Linked DNA regions of Pan troglodytes: all the other regions are linked to region 1. Evidence: chromatin contacts called from public Hi-C data. All regions are on one chromosome and are shown on one strand. The core of a region is the stretch at or near the end of the contact, and the rest is flanking DNA. Distances in the headings are between cores, read along the strand shown. Region 1 holds the start of KCNJ2 (potassium inwardly rectifying channel subfamily J member 2). Region 2 overlaps LOC134808981 (a long non-coding RNA gene). Region 3 overlaps LOC134808981 (a long non-coding RNA gene).

Evidence for each region. Hi-C and Micro-C count contacts between places; a contact is called where the count stands out from the background.
Region 2: a Hi-C map of induced pluripotent stem cells shows a contact between it and region 1, with 1.7 times the contacts expected there. The contact joins the enhancer-like site here to the promoter of KCNJ2 in region 1. A contact is called at or near these places in 2 of 7 Hi-C or Micro-C datasets (induced pluripotent stem cells and stem cell-derived neural progenitor cells) and 1 of 1 datasets of contacts at active chromatin or transcription factors (stem cell-derived excitatory neurons).
Region 3: a contact with region 1 is called in a Hi-C map of induced pluripotent stem cells, with 1.8 times the contacts expected there. The contact joins the enhancer-like site here to the promoter of KCNJ2 in region 1. A contact is called at or near these places in 2 of 7 Hi-C or Micro-C datasets (induced pluripotent stem cells and stem cell-derived neural progenitor cells) and 1 of 1 datasets of contacts at active chromatin or transcription factors (stem cell-derived excitatory neurons).

What each region holds. Positions count from the first base shown.
Region 1 is chr19:83,143,220-83,146,626 of NHGRI_mPanTro3-v2.0_pri, reverse strand. It overlaps KCNJ2 (potassium inwardly rectifying channel subfamily J member 2), which reads right to left and starts at 1,280. Exons shown (of 2, transcript NM_001428081.1): 1 at 1,111-1,280. LOC134806912 reads right to left here. Exons shown (of 6, transcript XM_063800075.1): 4 at 3,011-3,057; 5 at 1,111-1,950.
Region 2 is chr19:83,506,562-83,509,848 of NHGRI_mPanTro3-v2.0_pri, reverse strand. All of the region lies in intron 1 of LOC134808981 (a long non-coding RNA gene), which reads right to left. Among named protein-coding and RNA genes, the nearest start is that of KCNJ2, 360 kb to the right of the region's middle. Within about 2 kb of position 1,993, at least 2 of the 24 cell types and tissues checked have an H3K27ac peak or open chromatin away from gene starts, as enhancers often do. A contact at or near this core is called in induced pluripotent stem cells, where this site is marked.
Region 3 is chr19:83,565,649-83,568,797 of NHGRI_mPanTro3-v2.0_pri, reverse strand. All of the region lies in intron 1 of LOC134808981 (a long non-coding RNA gene), which reads right to left. Among named protein-coding and RNA genes, the nearest start is that of KCNJ2, 420 kb to the right of the region's middle. Within about 2 kb of position 1,682, at least 3 of the 24 cell types and tissues checked have an H3K27ac peak or open chromatin away from gene starts, as enhancers often do. A contact at or near this core is called in induced pluripotent stem cells, where this site is marked.

The DNA of each region.
Region 1 (3,407 bases), core at 31-2,530:
CCCCTTCTGAGCACCAGGATTTTTCCAGATAATGGCAAATAGAAATGAAACATTTGGAAGTGAGCAGGAAAACGCTAACAAGTGTACAGATAATGTACAGCAGACACACAACATTGGTTGGCGAGAGGAAATCTGGCAGCCTATTGATTATTAATGTGAAAAGAAAACAAATGGTAAAACGCAATATGGTTTCTTTGCATATCCGAGGTTTTCAAATAACACCTTATTTCCTAACAGGTAAAATCTGAATTTATGAAAATCGTCGGAACTCACAGCCTTATCCTAGTGATCATCCTATGATATCCGTACCCAGACACAGACATTAAACTGCCCATTCCCTATCCCTATTTTTTTTCCAATTGACATGATGAATCCCTGCTATGATGCAATCTTTTTGCAGAATCAAGTCGTTTTGACTATTTTGCTTTCCTAAAACCACACTGTCTTCAAGCCAGGTATTAATACCATTATTACTGAAAATAACAAATTGGTTAGGGGAGAGTGATATGTAATGTGAAAGTTTTGCGATCCTCAGGCTCAAATCCAACTCGGGCTCCCGCTCTTCTTTCAGGAAGGCAACTTTGAGACACTCACTCTGTTTGAAACTCACAGCTATACTTGAAGCAATGACGAAAAAAAAAAAAAAAGCCAAGGATCAAGAATAGTGCTGAGTCCCAAGCTTTGCCAAGGTTTAAGACCAGGGCTCAAGACGCACCCCCAAACCCGCAACCACGTTTTCTTTCTTTTTTTCCCCACTTAGAGTGAGAACCGAACACAGACGCTCTCGCCCTTGCCTCCAAACCCAGTATCTCGCTACAGCTGGTGCATTGGAAGTTATGAGCACAAACAGATGCTGCAGAGAAATCTGTTTCTATTGCTCAACTGTTCCAAGCATGTCTCAGTATTTTTAGCTCTGGGGATGTTCTGGTGCGCACACAAACTATATAGGCATGATCTGGGACTCCGTTGTGTGGGTGAGCGCTACAGCAGTGTGACAGCTGGGCACCTCTGGAGCAGCGGGGCAGGGTAGGGTAGGGGACGGCGGCCAGAGTCCATTCCCCAGGACACACCGGCAGCGAGCGAAAAGGAAGAAAACACAGCAGCCCTTACCTGTTGCTGGCGCAGGAGCATGGGGACATGGAGTGGAAGTGGGGGGTACAGAGGCATGTAAGATCCAGTGGTTTGTAAAAAGCGAGTGAGCCAAAGCAAACCAGAATTCCCAAGACCCAGCCCGCCGGCGCCGGGAAGGCTGCGCGCTGGCCAGGGCTCCAGTGCGCTCTGCAATATCCTGGGCTCTTTTGAGGCGGTCCGTGCGACACCGGCTCTCCTGGCCCCGCCCCCGGCCGCTGCCGGCCAATCGCAGCGCGCCTGGCCGCGCGGCCGGCCCCGGGAACCGCGACGGGGAGGGGAGGATGCTGCGAGGCGTTGCCAGCGGAGGGAACCTGCCGCCGCCTCGTCCCCCCTCCACCCTCGGAGCCCGGCCGGGGAGTCGGGCCCGGGCCGGGGAGGAGGAAGTTGCGGCCCAGCTGGGACAGCAGCAGGTGGGAAGCTCCGCGCCCGGCTGTTGCGGCTGCCTGATTGCAGCCTGGCCTTGGGCAAAGCTTCCTACTCCGTCTGGAGCCCCACACACTTCCCGGTTCCCCCGCTCTTGGGCCGCTTGCCCTGCGTGCTCCTCGAGGGGCCTGCGAGGTGCCAGCGCCGGGTAGAGACCTTTGCCGCCGGGGCAGGATTGTTCGTCGGTCCCGGCGCGTCTCCCTCTCCACTCCCTCTCTGCCGGAGCCCCTCGGCCCTTAGAAGCCCCCCGCGGAGGCTGCAGCGCCCGGAGAAGCCACTGAGTCAATGGGGCGAGGGACTGGGGCGGGCGCGCAGAGCCCCCAGGATTGAGACGCGCGCAAGTGCGGCCACTGCAGCGCCGCTTGGCTGTTTGTTCTCCCGACTGTTCGCGAATTACTTACAAGGCGCCTAGGCTTCTCTGAAGGGTGGACGGCTCGTTCCCTCTCGCCTTGTCCGCCCTCAGTCTCTCCACCACCGCCCGGCACGCTTTGCTGATCTAAAATCAGAACAATTAGAGAGTAATGATTTTTTTTTGGAATAGCAACTCCTACAGACACTCAGATCTGCCCTCGCTTCAGCGCCTCCCAGCCCTCCTTCCCAGCAGCCAGGCGAGAGCGCGCAGACCCCTAAAAAGCAACTTCAGTGTTAACCGGGTCTGGATCCTGGAACTTTATAAACTAATCCGTGTGTGTGTGTGTGTGTAAACCGAAGAGTAAGTGCCTATTATTTCTGAGTACTTCGGTGTCCTAACGAAGCTTTGCTTCTAAAGGACGGGATATATTTTAGGAGTCTTTCTTTCCACTGAGTTTTTTAAATGTTTATTTTCTCGAGCGATCAAATGTGTCTTTTGTGCAGTTTATTTAAACCTCGTAAGGCCTCCTTGAGTCGCTGAACTAATTCAGCAAACTAGCTGGTATTGTGGACGGCGCAGTCGGGGTGGATTTTTGTGTGTAGGAGAGGTGAAACTGACAATTCAAGGAAAGGTTCTGTGCGAGTCCCCACCTCCCATCCTCATATCCACACGTGGCCCCTAGGAGGTGCTGGTGAAATATCCTTGCTTAGGTTTTGCAGATCCGCACTTACTCCTGCCTTACCAAGTGTGCCTTTTTTCTTAGCATTGAGCAAGGTACTTAAATTAAAAGGGTGTGCAAGAGATGATGCACTCGGTGTGGCTGCTCTGATAGCCAAATGGCGATGTGGTCCCAGTTAATGTGTTGAGATTATACTGTTCACCAAGCCCTGTTACGAACTCTGTTGCCATGAACGTGGGAATAATGCCTGCCCCAAGGGAGGTCTTCTTTAACATCTGTTTAGTCATGTGTTATTTATAAACAGCTTGAATTAATACTGTAAAATAGACGGATGTCTAAGAATCTAGGCTGTAGCCTAAAGCTAAATGAACCTGAGGGTAGACAAGTTCACTCTGTATTAACCAAAGGATAATGAATGAGTTCACCGCTCAGTTCAATAAGCTTCTTCTGAAATATGCTTCCTCCTGGACGTCTAAGAAACAGGCCAAAAGTTTAATTATCCCTTAAAACATGTTAAGCCTAAATAGAAAAAGGAAATTAATCATTTATAGATTTTCTCTTCTTTATTATGATTCAGTTGGTGCATCTGTAGATGGCTAAGAATTTTCCAAACCATGTGAATTCAGAGAGGCAACACTTTTGTTGTTGTTGTTTTTCCAGGTAATGAGCTCGCTTTGAAAACCAGTCACTCGGAAAGGGATGACATTTTTATGCAACTTGGATTGAAATGGTTTTGCTTTAGTATTCTACTCTAATTAGAAAGAATACACCACAGGCCGAAATAGTTTCATATGATAGGAAAATCTTTAAAGAAAGGAACAC
Region 2 (3,287 bases), core at 744-3,243, 360 kb before region 1:
CAAACAAACAAACAAACAAACAAAAACTATATGGTAGGATCTTCCTTATGTCTCCCTTACATTTATCATTATGTTTAGCTCTAAGAACAATATCATATTTTAATTGTTAGAAATTCCCATCCAGTGTAAAAAAAAAATAAGCAAATGAATAAATAGATATCATCCCCACACCCCCACCAACACACACATATATAGATACCAGTTCAGGCCCAGTTTGTGGTCTGTAGGTATTAGGGAGAACTGTAGCTCTTCCAGACATGTCTGACCCAGAGTAACTTTGTCTTTAGCTGTTTTACATTTAAACTCCTAGGAAAAATGTTACTTCGATAAATGTTGCTATAGCTAATAACATTCGGAGTCCAGAGAATTAAGAAGCATCACTATATAACATATCACCTAAGCCAGGTACTTTTGAGGGTCCTGGGAAGTAGCAGAAAAATTACAAGACATCACTGTAATTCAGGACTGTCCCAGGTAAACTGGGAATTACACATCGTAGGTTGAAGTGGAGGTAATCAGAATAACATTCAGCAGTGAATCTCAGAAACCCAAACTAACAGTGGCTTAAACAAAATAGAATAAAATTTTGTTTGTTTCTATGATTAATTTTTAACAATCCTTTTCTCAAATGATATTGTCCATGGCTGATAATATGAAGCCATGCAGATCCCACTTTCATTTCTGGTCCGAAATGATTGATTGTACCCCAGCCATAAAGGATGAAGATCTTGCCCTAAACCTTTGAAAAGATGTTGTACATAACACTTTGCTTACATTCCATTAGCCAGAACTAGTTACAATACCATATCTAACTACAAGAAAGTGATTCTCTGGCTATAAAAGTAAAAGAGACAATATTTGTAGAAACTAGCATTTTTTTTTTTTTTTTTTTTTACATTATAACATTTACCATTAGGTATGTGAATGGGCCAGATGTCTACTCAATAGTACAGAAAAAATGGCAAAACCCTGTCTCTACTAAAAATACAAAAAAAAAAAATTAGCCAGGTGTGGTGGTGCATGGTCTGTAATCCCAGCTACTTGGGAGGCTGAGGCAAGAGAATCGCTTGAACCCAGGAGGCAGAGGCTGCAGTGAGCCGATATCACGCCACTGTACTCCAGCCTGGGCAACAGAGTGACTCCATCTCAAAATAAAAATAAAAAAAAAAGGCAGGTAAGAAAGCGTAATTTGGTCCTTTTAATTATTTTACAGTGTTCACTCTAACATTTATTGCTACTCTCAGATGTTCAGTAGATGATAACTATTATTGAAATATAGTTCTTTTTGTTCAAAAAGCTTAAAATACTTGTAGTGAAAGAAATTAACAATGCATAACGAAGAAGCATACACACGCAGACCACACACACACACACACACCGTGCATGGAGTGTGCGATACATCCTAGGTATTCCAGGGATGAGATAACATATTGTGTCCTGAAAAGGAAAGTGTCTGCTAGTCCTTGGACTTTATTTTGGACCTACAGAGAGAATGCTTCGGTTACAAGAAGAATAAGGAGGCAGATAATAAAAACGGGAGCAGTAACTGAGTAGAAGTACAATAGCAAAGGGAGCCCAGTGGGAGAAAATAATGAACTTAGAGCATAGAGTACTTGTTAAGAAGTGGAGGTGAGGCCGGGCACAGTGGCTCACGCACGCCCGTAATCCTAGCACTTTGGGAGACCAGCCTGGGCAACACGGTGAAAACCCATCTCTACTAAAATACAAAAAATTAGCCAGGTGTGGCAGCGTGGGCCTGTCGTCCCAGCTACTCGGGAGGCGGAGGCAGGAGAACTGCTTGAACCCGGGAGGTGGAGAGGTGGAGGTTGCAGTGAGCCAAGATTGTGCCACTGCACTCCAGCCTGGGCGACAGAGTGAGACTCCGTCTCCAAAAAAAAAAAAAAAGAAAGAAAGAAATAAGAAGTGGAGGTGGAAGTAAAAGGAATGTAAAAGGAATGCATGGATAGAGCAGACTTTGATTCTCCCACAAGTACCTGTTGGCAGAGCTTTTGCATATATCTACATAAATTATGCAACCATTTGTGTGCATTCTGGTCACCAAAATAAAGAAAATAACTTATCAAACATTTAAATATATGAGAAAATTCCTAACGTTTTTCATCAATGGAGTTCTGTATCCATTATCATGTGAATAACTTTACGTACAGTGATCTCACACACATTTTTTAAGTAAAACATTCCCCTCTGCTATTTTGGAGACTCATATCTTCTAAGACGTGTTCTGAGATGAAGAAACAGGTTGTAGGTTGAAGGTTCTGAGATGAAGAAAAAGGTTGTAGGATGAAGCCGAGATTCTTCAATGCCTTTGCCTGGCAATTTGTCAAACATGTTGTGCAAAGGAGAACTTCTCAAGATGTGGTTGGAGAAACTGATTTTGTAGAGGAAGCAAACAGAAATAACTCCCACATTCAACGACAAGAATAGTTAGTTCAGTCCTCTCAGTCCTGTTTTTGCTCATTCTGCCAAAATTAAGAAGCTCCAAGAAATACATTTTTGAAAACCTAAAGAGAAATCTCTCTTTTTTTTTCCTACTGCTTTACATTTGAAATTCAATTCCATCTTTTCTTTAGCTAAGTAATTAAAATGCTACGCCCAAACATGGATAAACCTAGCTTGATATTTTGGGTCAATAAAATCAGAAATAGGAGAACAACATTCAAATACTAACTTTAGGGTCACACTTGTATCTTCTATGAATATTTGTCTATATTACTTATTAATTTCCACTAAAGATGGTCATATTCTTTCCTTAATGGATCAGATACTTTTCCAGGAAATAATTCCCAGCTATTAGCCAACAAGAAAGGCAAAAGTGAAATGGCAACATCAAAGAATCTCAAATAAGAAATTACATTTTTCTGCTGCAGATCAAATAAAATTAAGTCATTTGACACATTGCATTCTGAATTATGATGCATATCTTTTTCTCTTCCTGGTTTAAGAAGAGGTTTTTTGAAAAATATTACAAGGCCAGGCACGGTGGCTCATGCCTCTAATCTCAACATTTTGGGAGGCTGAGGCAGGAGGATCACTTGAGCCCAGGAGGTCCAGGCTGCAGTGCGCCATAACCACGCCACTGCACTCTAGCCTGGGTGACAGAGTGAGACTGTCTCAAAAAAAAGGAAAATAATTTTAAAAGAAATATTACAATATTTTAATTTTAATGTTATTTTTGCTTATTTGTTGTTCAAGAGGCAATTACAGCAATTTGTTTCTAAATGTAAAGGTTATGCATGTTATTCAGTTTCATGTTATCATTCAGTTTC
Region 3 (3,149 bases), core at 433-2,932, 420 kb before region 1:
GAGAAAAATATAAATGTTAAATTTTGCTTTGACTGTTTTGGATTTTTGTCATCGTTATTTTGTGTTGATTTGGGTAGCTTCTAGGAAAAATCTAGAGTACTGTATTCATGGATAAACTCTTAATTAAAAAATTATGTTCAGCCATGTTGAACACCAAGTTCCTTTTTAATTTTCATTTTTCCAAGTACAATATGAGACAGACCTACAACATACAATGCAAAGGCTGAGCTGCTTTGTTTCAAGTGGGAAAACAGAACCAACCTGGATTACCTCTTAAGAATCCCTGCAGGAGTGACCCTTAAGAATCTTCTGCAAGTCACAAGGTTATAGCTAACAAAGTTTGAGAACTATTTATGCAGAGAAAGTTTTAGAACATGGGAATGGGAGGAGGGAGCTAAAGAGAGGATTGCTTGGCTCAGAGAGTCTTCATTTCCTTAATGGAATAATAATATGTGCTTTAGCCCCTTGGGGATAATGGGAATGAGCAAATTTGTGATTATAAAATATCCTGCAGTTTGAGAGTATTTTGTTTTCAATGCCTTGTTGGCAAATATAGTACTTAAAGTTGAATCACTTGAGATATTTTATTTCTTTTCAAGATGTATGTGGGGGGAATGCGATAAAAGGAATATTAAAAATGTGCAAATGAGAAAAGAGAGAAATTTTAAACTAGGACTCTGTTTGCTTAAACACAAAACTGCTTCTGTTGCTTTTGAAGACAGAAATTAAGCTTGAAAATCACAACGTGACAGTGTTACCACAGGTGGGGTGCAGACAGAAAAATAGCAGGGGTTTGGATTTTGGATTGGGGTGAAAATTGAATGTATATGCAAATTAACTGAGTTATAAAAATATATTTATATCCAAAGCAAACATTTTGAAAGGATAAGGGGGAAGCTCATCAGACACATCCAACCACTGTAATTTAATGTTTTTAAAAGAAAATAAGGATTCATTTAGAACTTTCAAAATTGCTTTCGGTTATGACTACATTTACTTTCACATTACAGTCCAAAATAATTCATTTTTAAATACACTGAAATTATATATTAGAGTTTTCCCATCTTCATTTTAAAAGATAAAAAAATTGCAAAATAAAACCATGCTATTGGAAAATAAATACACATATATGCACACACACGCACAATGGGAGCAAGGTAACTAATGTGAGACAGTAATAAAGTGGGGTGGAAAAATAAGTGATAAGCATTAGGAAATAATTATTAAGCTTCAGTGATTATTAATGAACAATAGCAGGGGAAGCCAAATGAACTGCAAGTTTATCAAAAGACCTAAGGAACTGAGCAATGCTTTATTGTCCTGAAGGGCATTCACTTCAGTCATTTCTATCTATGGGGATTTTCAATTAACTTCCTGCAAGCTGAAGCTGATGTTCTTGCTAAAAAAAGTGACATTTCTTGAGAAATACATTTTATGCCTTTTTTGTTGGAGGCAATTGTTCTTAGATATTGCATTAGAAGTACATATGTTGCCTGTATTAATATTCTTAATTCAAAGAAGCTTTAAAAATAAGCAAACATTTTACTTACACCTGAAAATTTTAAAGACAGAGTGAGCTCTAAGTTTGGTTTGATACAAAGTTTACTAGGATTCTAAGTCCATTTCACTGCCCTTTTTCTGAAGTTTGGCTCGTATTACAGCAAGATGGCTACTGGCAGCAGTGGTGCCATCTATAGGTTTCTTTATGTGACTAAACAGGGAAGCAGAGAGTACTGTTATTCCAGGGACCTTGCAAAGTATTCAAGGGCATGGAGGAAATGCATGTGTTTTTGTTTTTTTCTTAGTGTGTTTTTCCAGATAATGTGAAGATGTACTGTCCTATGATTTATGGTACAAAAAAGAAAGCTCAGGCATTTAACCAGTAGGAACAAGTCTATTACTACTCACGAAAAGAAGAAACAAAAAAAAAGTTCCTCTAACACGACAGAAGGGATTAGGATACGCATATTCAAGACTAAGAGGCCAACTTACCAAGAATTTCCAAAATTGTTCATTGTGATCCAGTTTTACTGATTCACATGAGAATATACTATTATCAAAAGACCTTGGTCATGCACAGCATTAAAGTTTTGGATAAGAAAGGAAATACTATAAAACAGCAGGTTAAATTATATTTTATTTTCGATGATGTACTATTTGATACTTAAAAGAAGATATGCAGCATATATGTATGTTATCAGCAAAATCCAACAAACATTTACAGTGGGGCCCATCAGAGGGCAGAGGAGGGGAGGAGGGAGAGGATCAGGAAAAATAACTAATGTGTACTGGGCTTAATACCTGGGTGATGAAATAATCTGTACAACAAACCACCGTAACACAAGCGTATCTATGTAACAAACCCGCACTTGAACCCTTGAACTTAAAGTAAAAGTTACAAAACAAAGCAAAAACCCTAAGTTTGTTTACAGTGACCTGTAGTACCCCCAAAAGCCTCTGTGACCTACCTGACCTCCCCATCTGCGCTCTCATTCCCTCACTAAAACTTTGCCTTTCCTCACACACATCAGACATAGCTCCATCGTATGGCACCTACTAGCTTTGAAAAGCAATTTTCCCAGGTAGTCTCAAGGCTTTCTCTCTTACCTCCTTCTAGACTTTACTTAACCATTCCCAATTAAGCTTGCCCTGACCAATTTCTGTAACATGGAACCATGTCTATCCACCTAACTCTAGCACTTTCAATCTTTTTTTTTTTAAACTTGGCTCTGCCTTTCTTCCTTTTATTTCTATAGAACTATTTTCCTAAAATAAGATATAATTATCTTTTTATTATATATATTTTTGCTTGTCTGACACTGCCAACTAGAATGTATACTTCAAAAAAAGGCAGTACTCTTTGGCTATTTTGTTCACTGATGACTACAAGGGCACAGAACACCACCTGACATTTTATAGAGATCAATAAATGTTTGTTGAATAAATGAATGATGAAATTAAGTACCTACACAAATTCTAGATGACCATCCTACATAGATAATATACAGCTCATTTTTGAGGGGAAGAGAATGGCTAAAATTCTCATGATCCTTTCATTTTTATAAGCCTATTGTTTCATGACTTTTGTTTCAAATAAACACCAGAATTGCACTTTGACCTGGTCTTCAGTTTTTTTTCTTTGATAAAGG